Linked DNA regions of Mus musculus: all the other regions are linked to region 1. Evidence: chromatin contacts called from public Hi-C and promoter capture Hi-C data. All regions are on one chromosome and are shown on one strand. The core of a region is the stretch at or near the end of the contact, and the rest is flanking DNA. Distances in the headings are between cores, read along the strand shown. Region 1 holds the start of Ino80dos (INO80 complex subunit D, opposite strand). Region 2 holds the start of Kansl1l (KAT8 regulatory NSL complex subunit 1-like). Region 3 holds the start of Sumo1 (small ubiquitin-like modifier 1).

Evidence for each region. Promoter capture Hi-C pulls out the DNA fragments that hold promoters and counts their contacts. Hi-C and Micro-C count contacts between places; a contact is called where the count stands out from the background.
Region 2: a promoter capture Hi-C map of pre-B cells shows a contact between it and region 1. The contact joins the promoter of Kansl1l here to the promoter of Ino80dos in region 1. A contact is called at or near these places in 1 of 39 promoter capture datasets (pre-B cells) and 1 of 484 Hi-C or Micro-C datasets (CD4 T cells).
Region 3: a Hi-C map of CD4 T cells shows a contact between it and region 1, with 4 times the contacts expected there. The contact joins the promoter of Sumo1 here to the promoter of Ino80dos in region 1.

Annotation. Positions count from the first base shown.
Region 1 is chr1:63,112,778-63,116,031 of GRCm38.p6, reverse strand. Ino80dos (INO80 complex subunit D, opposite strand) reads right to left here and starts at 1,561. Exons shown (of 4, transcript NR_045915.1): 1 at 1,488-1,561. Ino80d (INO80 complex subunit D) reads left to right here and starts at 1,765. Exons shown (of 12, transcript NM_001114609.1): 1 at 1,765-1,821.
Region 2 is chr1:66,815,814-66,819,067 of GRCm38.p6, reverse strand. It overlaps Kansl1l (KAT8 regulatory NSL complex subunit 1-like), which reads left to right and starts at 1,473. Exons shown (of 15, transcript NM_001122738.1): 1 at 1,473-1,694.
Region 3 is chr1:59,669,092-59,672,345 of GRCm38.p6, reverse strand. Sumo1 (small ubiquitin-like modifier 1) reads left to right here and starts at 1,512. Exons shown (of 5, transcript NM_009460.2): 1 at 1,512-1,666. The coding sequence starts at 1,655.

The DNA.
Region 1 (3,254 bases), core at 312-2,811:
GACATGTCAGGCTGCAGCAGCAGCTGGCTGTCTCCATGCCTGGTGCACTTTTTCTTTGATCCTGTTTATGTGCTAAAGTTTGTTCATTAAAAAAAAAAAAAAGAAAGAAAGAAAGGGAGGAGATTCTGGGGCTGGACAAATGGCTCAGTGGTTAAGAGCACTGGCTGATCTTCCAGAGGACCCAGCTCAAGTGCCACATGGCAGCTCACAACTGTCTGTAAGTCCAGTTCTTGGGCATCTAAAACCCTCACACAGCCATACACGCAGGCAAAACACCAATGTACATAAAACAAAAAATCACTTAAAAAAAGTAAACCTATTACATCTTTGCAATGTACAAAGTCGCTCAACAGGCTGACACTACACCGGAAGTTCTGAACATTCCAACACTAGGGAAGAGAAGCCTACCCCTCAATTCTGTGTTCCAAGAAGCAGGCAGCAAAGTATGCAATGTACCAAAGGCCTAGACATTCATCAATCTATGCAAACTAAAAGAAAATAACAGAAATGGAATTCTAGATATAATTCTTAATAAATAATTTTACTTGAAGAAAATCCAAGGCATCTTTCAATCTGTTGCTAGGTTTATAGGAGTCATCTTTCTTCTTGGGCTGATAGATGAACTGGCTTGCTCAGCTGTCCTGAGAGTTTAAATACACACTACTTCTATTTGCACCGTGAAAAATAAACAGCTGTATTATGCCTTTCTGGGCAGTCAATAGGTTTTACTTACATTGCTCTGAGAGAAGACAAAAGCCATCTCTTTACAATTGACTCTCAGCAGCCTCAGTTCCTCAGATACCAAAACCACAAAATCTTACCTCTAATACATGAAACCATAAGTACGAATACATACAACATAAACGAGCATTAAATAAAGACAATACCGTGACCTCTAAGTCTCTCAAGTGCCAATTTACAGACTGGCCACCAGATACAGAACTTGGACCTGCCATAGAGAAAAATCATTATTAGCCTGAAAAAAAGAAAAAAAAATAGAAAAAAAAAAGTAAGCTGCCACTGTCACCCTTATGGAAAAAGTTAACATGGAAAACAATAATATCGTAAAACCTGTGTCTTGTAAAGATTTCTTTCCATCAGAAGGTGCAGAAACATTCCCCACCACGGAGCACACGACCTCCTTTCTGTTTCTTCCCTGCTTTTTCTCAAGTATGGGCTTTTTTCCAGCGATGAGAGGTAGAAATTTGGACTTTATCTGGCTGGAGCCGGTGCACTTCTCCCCTTGGCCCCTCTCTCCTCTGCCTCCAAGATGGTAGGAAAGTTGTCGTTTCGGAGGGCAGAGGAACTGCTCTGTGGTGTTATGTCCTCGCGGTGCCTGTAGTGGTGCTGTAGGAGGCTGCTGCCTCTTCTAGTGCAGGCGGGCAGCCCTGCCTTCTTGGCTGGAGAGTATATTCAGGGATTTCCCCTTAATGATCACCGACCCTGGGAGCACTTTTTAGTTTCCAAAATAAAAATATGATCCTCACCCCTCGTGTTAGACAGGGAAAGACTCTTGCCGAAGCCCAGGGAGGGAGCAGTAGCAGCCGAGCTCCCTAAGTCCACTGCCAGCGCCTCTCTGATCTGTCAGCCTAGGCGAGGGAGGGGGGGTTGAGGGGGAGGAAGGAGGAAAAAAAAATTAAAAAAAAAAAAAAAAAAAAAAGCAGCTGAAAGGTAAGCAGAGGCGGCCCCAGGCCCGGCCCACATCCCCGGGCTCCCGTAGGGCGGCGGGCTGGGCCGCGTAGGCAGGGCGGGCGGCGAGCGCGCTTACGTGAGGCCGGGGATTCGCCGGCCCACGCCAGGCCGCGGGCGGAGAATGAAAGGGTGAGTGGGGCCGGCGCTGGGGTGGCGGGGGATGGGGCACCGGGGGCCTCGGGGACGCCCGCGGGCAGCGTCGGCGGGGGTTCCGGCGGCGGCCTGAGCGCGGCGAGCGGCGCGGCCTGCGCGGGCCGGGCCCCAGGAGTGCTGCGGAAGGGGGGGCGCCCTAGGCCTCGGGCCCCGCGGCGGCCGCGCCCTGCCCCCGCGCCACAGGCCTCCCGCGCCCCTGGGGTCCCCCGGGGCCTCGGGGCGGGCGGGCGGGCTGCATCCTGCGCCGGCCCCAAGCTCTCCCGCGGGACGGAGGGCTGGGCGGCGGGGACCGGGGCGACGGGGCCTCGGAGTGGGGACCGTGCGGCAGCACCCCGTCCCCGGGCATCGCGCAGACGGGGCCCCCCGGATTCCGGTAACTGTTGGGTTTGTTTATCCCCCCCGCTCCACGGCGCTCTGGGCGGCCTGGCCGGGGCGGGGCGGGCGGCCTGGCGGGCGTGGGGTGGAGGGGCGGCGAGGAGTCAGGTGCAGCCGCGGCCCGGAAAGTTTCCTTTTAGGCCCGAATTGGAGGCCGCCTTCTCTCCGGGGAGCCCCGGTCCTAGCGCCCGGGACCCCCGAGGGCTTCGGGGGGCGAGCACTCGGCTGGCTCGAAACTCTTTGCCAGTTCCTGTCCGTTCAAGGTACTCCGCCCCTGCACCCCTCGCCCGCGCCGCGCCCCACCCCGCTCCCCGCGATCCCCGACGGGGCTGCCAACTCCAGCCCATTCCCCAAGAGCTCCAGGGCCCGGGGAGAAGCCGTCTCTTCCGGTTTGGAAAAGTTTTCAAGGGGTTTTTCTTAGCTTTATTAGTTAGTGACTGGGCTTTCGGGGGTGGGGAAGGGAGGAGGTAGATTCAGGTGCTGTTTCTATTGCAAAGTCAGGGTCCATCGGCCTCCCCTCCTCCCCCCTTTTTAAAAAACCCAGCACCCCACCAAGGAGCTGTGGGGGTGCTACTTGTGTCTTTATTACTACCCCCACCTTCTCTCCCGGACTCCTTTGGGTCCTCAGTCTCCCTCTCTGGACAGCTCCGGCAGGAAGGTAGTTAAGAAGAGAGCAGAGAGCAAACTGTCAGGGAGAGGGGCAGGACCAGGCAGGCTTCTGGAGCAGTCCCCTGCCCTCCGTGGTAGGACTTTACCCCTCTTAGTTGGTCACTTGTCCGGTTAGAACCGACTCAGACGCTGAAGCCATGGGGGAGACCTCGGCTGACAGACAGAGCATTCAAAACTGGGAGGAAGGACCTGGAGGGCTGGGCGCCTGGGGAAGTAAGGTCTACCTGCAGCGCAAGGAGCAATGCCCGATTTGTTCTGAGCCTATTTCGGTTTAGGTGATGTCCTTAGGTGTCACTCTAGAATAGAAACCACGGGGGTTTATGGAAGCGTAAAGTTCTCATTGCTCCAGTTTGGGGGTGGTGTTG
Region 2 (3,254 bases), core at 224-2,723, 3.7 Mb before region 1:
TAACAATGTAAGAGACAGTGTTGTTTTCTGCTCCAATAGTTGGATGCATATCATCTCCACCTAAGGGTACTGCTTTCTAAGTTATTCATGCCTTCCTCCCATTTTTTTTTTTTTTGTGAAGCCTTTAAAATGAATGCCCAGGTGAATACAGGATCTTAGAACTGCTTGATCACCGTTGACTTCTCAAACGGCTATACATCCACTGTGCAGTTTTGTTTTGGGTTTAGACACAGTCTCAGTATGTCGCTATGATTATCCTGGACCTAACCACTAGACTAGGCTGGCCCACCTGTGCCTGGGATTAAAGGTTTGTACCATCACTCCAGACCCTACCACATTCTTTAAGTGTTTTACCCATCCCTTTAAATATGACAAATATCCAGTGTTTACTTTTTCCTCCAACACACTGTTAGTCCATGATTTTTAATTGAATGAAGGCAAATCTATTTTCTGGACTGCCCATCCTTGACCCATATTGAGCAATTATTGTTCTGAGTAATTTTTATAACCATTTTCCCTACTGTAGGCAGTTTATCATAAAAATTATTTCAGCTATTTATTCATGTACTAGAAAAAGAAAGAACAGTTAATTTTCCAACTCTGGTAATGTCTTAAGTATTGCTTCTTTATGACTTCAATTCTATACACTCCTGCCTGTAAGCCCTTCCAAATAAATAAGGTAGAAGTGATATATCGATCTAAAAATTCTAGTGCCTTTTCACTTCCTACAGCATTCTAGTGAAAATCTGCTTAGCAAAGCGTCTAATCTATTATCTAAGGAGCTATATTTAGGCTATCGTTTTTTTCTCAAGCATCAAGTTCAAGCCTGGGGAAATGCCCGGGTGCGTTTAACGGTGGTGAGCTGCGAGCTGCGAGCTGGGCCAGGTGCAAGACTCGCTCGCAGAGATGTTTCTGTCTCTAGCCAACTGTTTCCATTAAAATCCCGCTGGTCTGCGCTACCTCAGAGTTAACTGCAGAGCTCCTTAATCATAAGCTAACTCAAATGTATCCATGGCAGGTCTGCCACCTATTTTAAGGTCCTCAGAGGTCCGACAGAGCATGACTCGGGATCGAGCCTCTGGGACCCATAGAAGCAAAAGGTTGGAGCGTTGAGGGCTGCTTAACCCTCGGCCTGGCCAGGACGGCCCTGCCCGCCCGGAGTTTCCAGGTCTTATTTTCCTGTAACAGACCTAAAGAAACCGCAGCGCCCCGCAGCACGGCCGGCGGGGTGACTTTTGCGGGCTGGCACCGGGGTGGAGAGAGCGCGGGACAACGGCGGCGCGGAACGCACTGGGAGCCGGCAGAGTTCGGCCACCGCGCTCAGGCTGCTTTCAGAACGCTCCCAGCGGCTTCCGCGGGCCCCGCCCCCGCCGGGGTTTCCCCGCCGCCCGTCTCATTTGCATGGCGCGCCCCTCCCCCGCTGCCATTGGCCGGCGCCGGGCCCCGCCCTCCCCCACTCCCCTCCCTCCGCCGTAGGGTTCCGTCCCCCGAGCGCCCGGAGCTGCGGGCAGCGGGCGGACTGTTAAACCGCGGCGGCGGCGTCAGCCGGGGCGGGAGCGGGGCGCGCTCTGGAGACGAGTCGGCGGCGCCCCGGGTGGGGGGAGGCGGGCGGACAGCTAGAGATCGCCTCGGCGGCCCCCACCACGGCCGGACCGAAGGTGCGGCGGCGGAGGGCAGCCAGGGCGCCCCAGCAGGCGAGTGGCCGGCGTCGCAGCGGCGGGCTGAGGGGGGTGGGTCTCCTCGGCGGGGGACGGCGGCGGCGCGGGGCGGGAAAGAGCGGAGAAGACCGCCGGGTGGACTCGCGGGCTCGGCGTCCGCCGGGCAGCCCCCTTTGCACCCCGAACCCTGCTTGCCGTTGGACTGCGGGCCCCGGCACAAGACCGTGCTTTGGGGCAGGGGTCGGACCGCAGCCAAATTTAAACGGCTAAACCTAACAGCCTTGGCAGACACGGCGGGGAGGGGAGGGCGGGGCAGGGGGCGGGCCTGGATTCGAGTCACGTGGGGATGGGGCGGGGCTTGGCAGGCCTCCCTTTTGTTTTGGCTGGCGCGTGCGCAGAAGGCGGAACACGTGGTTTTTCTTGGGCACGCCCTCTCCCTCCCCCCCCCCCCGCCCCCCGCAAGGCTGGAGCAGCGGCGCCTGTCCTGGGGGTGTGGGGCGCTCTGTGGGAAGCTTTCCGTAACGCTGAGCTTGGCTGGCCAGCGGCGACATTAATTTCTTCTTATTTGGGGCCGTTATGGATTTGGCCTTTAGAATTGTTTGGGGTGGAAGGGAGTGTTGTGGTTTATTGAAAGGTAACCGGTCCGAGTTGGTGTTGCTGCTTGTGCCCAAGAGGGGAGAGGGCTAGCTTTAAAAAAAGAAACAGCGTTTGGTAAGGAGAAATAAATGCAGGACGGTGTTGTGTGGTCCCAAATCGGGGAAGGAGCTGTTGGGATCTGCCTTGCGAGGAGCGGGCGCTGCGTGGGCGTCCTCGGTACCCCCGCAGAAGGCGCGGTGGCGGTTCCCTGTCCTCGCTGTTCCCATCGCGGGTTCCCGGGAGACTGGAGTTGTGGGAGTCACCTTCTGGCTTTGATTCCCCCAGCTTGGACGCAGAATGTGCCGGAGAGACTAAGAAAGATTGGCCGCCGCCGCCGCCTTTAATAGTTTAACTTTGTGTTTGTAGAAAGGTTTTTAAATCCTGATTGGATAGGGCAAGTTTGATAGCAACATAACTTCCCCGAAACTGTTCCTGAGCACAGCTGGCAAAACAGGCAGGATTTGAGGGTAGAAGTAGTTCTAAAAATAATTCGACAGTGGAGGGGGAAAAGCGCAGGTGTGGAACGCAGACTGTTTAGTAATGCCGGGGGTTGATTTCTGCGGTTTCCAGAGAGCTAACTAGCCGTTTCCTTGGGCAAGTCACAGCCTTGCTGATACATCTGTTTCCTCTGGAAAACCGTTTCGTAATACAGTTCCTGCCTTAAAAGAGTGTAATGAAGATCACGTGCCTTGTGTTAGTGAGCATAAATCACCACGTAATGTGGTGGTGTAACATAACGTCAGTTTTTAACAAAGCTAGCATATTTTTGGAATTTTAAGAATAAGCCGTGAAGTAAGATATTTGATTTTCGCCAGATCTGTTGCACTTTTTGTGTTGTTTCTGGCCATGTAACCAGGCTGGCCTCCGGACTTGCTGTGTAATCCAGGTCCCCTTTAGAGCTGACCTAGGAACGTGTGCCTAACTGCTGTAACTTTAAGTTTCTCTTCACGGTTTGAAAGA
Region 3 (3,254 bases), core at 263-2,762, 3.4 Mb after region 1:
AGCAACCACATGGCAGCTCACAACCATCTGTAATGAGATCTAATACCCTATTCTGGAGCATTTGAAGACAGCTACAGTGTACTTACAAATAATAATAAATAAGTCTTTGAGTCAGAGTGAGCAGGGACTGAGAGAGCAGGGTTGACTGGAGTGAGCGGAGCTGACTGGAGCAAGCAGAGATCCTAAATTCAATTCCCAACAACCACATGAAGGCTTGCAACCATCTGCAACATCTACAGTGTACTCATATACATAAAATAAATAAATAAATCTTAAAAAAAAAACCCTAAAACAGTCTTACATAAACACCGTTGAAACATTTTAATTTTGTATATGCAGTGAAATAGGGATTTAAATTCTTTCTCCTTTCGCATGTGAATGTTCAGTATTTTCATTAGTAATTATATTGTACCTACTAATTTTTAATTTTGTATGGGTGTTTTTGTCTGAATGTGTTTATGAACCGCATTCAGGCTTTGGCTTGGTGCTGAAAAAAGTATCTGATTCTTGGGACTAGAGTTACAGGCAGTTTTGAATGCATGCATGGGTGCTGGGACTCAGACTTGAGTCCTCTGGAAGAGTAGCCAGTGCTCTTTGACTACTGGGTCATTTATAGTTGGCTCATTACTATTTACAGAAAAGATTATTTTACTAATGTCTTGTTCTGTGAAGGGTTTTTGATTTAAGTTTTCATTTTTCCCCCTTTACTTATTATAACCTTAATCCTCCTTGAATGCTTGTGCAAGGTCACTGTATTCAAAGGAAGCAGTTTAGGTCTTTCTATGACACAAGGCAACTAGTTTATGCGTTGGAAGGCGCTCCTGCCTACAACTTCAAAACTTTCAGTAGCATTTTAGTTGTCTGTAGCCACCAAGACTTTGTTCTAGCTGGGGGTGTGGTGGCACTTGGGAGGCAGAGGCAAGAGGATCTCTACGAGTTGGAGGCCAGTCTGGTTGACATTGCAATGTTCTATAATAGCCAAGGCTATTAGTGAGACCCTGCCTCAAAACACAAGAACAAAAGATGTGTCCTGAAGGGTCGTCTTTTTGTGCCCCCTCATCTCCCCCGCCCCCAACAGGGTTCTATGTCCTGTCCTGGAACTCACTTTGTAGATGAAGATGGCCACGAACTCACAGAGATCCGGTAGCCTCTGCCTCTATCACCCGGAGTCACGAATGTGGCAACAGCAAGCATGAGGGGCCTATAAAAATACTATACGGGTAATTCACTATATTCAGTGAGGGTTGGTCCGGGCCTCAGAAGCGCGCAAGTCGTCCCACCGGGAGGAGCCTAAGCAGTCAGTTTGACCCCAGACATTCGGCCTGCAGGCAAAGCGCTGGTCTCCCTGAGGGCTGCGGCAGCGGGCCTGATTCTCCCTCCCTCCGAAGTCCTAGCAGTTCTCTTGCTCCAGGCAAGTAGTTTACAACCTGGAGGATTTTAGCCCCCGGCCTTCCTTACGGCGTTTTCCCGCTTCCTTTTCCCGTCTTCGCTAACTCGCCTCTGCGCGCAGCGGAAGTGACGCAAGACGTAGAGGAAGTCCCTGCAGCCGCGGTGTTGTGCTGTAGAGAAGGGACGGATTTGTAAACCTCAGAGTGAGGTTCTGCCTGCCGGAGGCCGCAGTGGTGCGGAGACCCCCGGGTGAATCCACGTCACCATGTCTGACCAGGTACCGGGCCGGGGCCTTAGGGCTCAGGGCCGTCGGCCGCGGGCTGGGGCCCTGGACTGAGGCGCGGGGGAGGGGGCGGCTGGAGAAGGGGGCTGCCCGTGGGGAGGGGGCCGCGAGGGACGCGGGGCGCCTGGCGGAGTCGGGCCAGGCCGCCTGGGACCCCGGGGCTCTGGGTTCCACGCGCCCTCCGCGCCCCTCTCCGAGGCCCCTACCCCCGCGCCACCCGGCGCCGGGGCTCTCTCGACGGCGCCCAGGTTTCTCGCGGGCTCGCAGGGGGCCCAGGCCCGCTCCCTTGTCCCCGAGAGCAAGCTGAGGGGAAAACGACCGTTTCCCTTCGGACGACGGATGGCAGAAACCAGGCCCTAGGCCCAGTTATGTAACGGGAGGGAAATCCCCGACTGGGAGGCTAGGTGGCCCTGAAAAGCAGCTCGACTCCACTTTGGGTTCTTGGTCCCGGAGAGTGGGGGGCGGCCGGGGAGCCGTGTCTGAGGTGACTGGGAGCCCAGAGGACGCTGCTTTTCCGTTGTGTTTGCCTGGAGGGTCCGTCCATCTCTGCACACCTCAGTCTTTTTTTTTTTTTTTTCCTTCCGGGGGTGCGGAACGGTCCGCTCTTTCGCTGTACTTTCCATTTCTTACTCGGGATTGGTCCATCAACTCTCCAGTTCTCAGAGCGCTCAGAATAACCGAGAAACAGCAAACTGTGTATGGAGTGCCACCACCAACAAGCCATTTCGTCTGGGCTTTAACCAGCAGATGCTTGGCACTTTAAAAAAAAATATAGCACGTTTTTTGTTCTTTGATAATCAGATGACGCATTTAGATTATATGCACCCCCAAACCTCTCTTCCAGAAGTTTCTGAACTAATTTTCGAAGAAATAGAGAAAAAAAAAGTTATCCGTGTTGTACAATTGCAGAATATTTGCAGAAAGCTGTCAATTAGTAGTAAAACAGTGTGTCTCGGTTTTGGAATCAAGGATTTGCATGGTATTTGCCTTCAAATAGGAGTGACTCCTTGCCACCTAAATTTTTCTTCATCCTATTTTAGTTACTACCTTTGTGGCTAGTTTTTATATACATAAGGTTTTGGTCTGACTTTGCTTTGGTTTGCTCAGATGACTTAATTTTCAGAGTATTTTTTTTTTAACTTTTTCTTCTTTTGTGATAATTATTCAGTAAACTTTTTCATTCAACTTCACAATGTAGTTGGACTTTTTTAAAAAAAAAATTTGTTGTTGTTGTTTGAGACACGGATTTTCTGTGTAGCCTTGGCTTTCTAGGAACACTCTGTAGACCAGGCTGGCCTCCAATTTATAGAGATCGGCCTGTTTCTGTCTCCTGAGTGCTGGGATAAAAGGCTTGTGCCACCACAGACTGGCCAGGGTGGTTCTATTTTTATAGCCTATCTACACTGTAGACTAATTGTGGCATGGATTTACTTATTAATAATCTGAATTAATCCTCTTTTGGGATAGAAATGACTTTATGAATAATTTGTTTATGACAGTTGTTTACTTAGTTACCAGCTCAGAAAGATCAGCTGTAAATGCTTAAGTCCTGGAACTCTGTAGACCAGGCTGGCCTTGAACT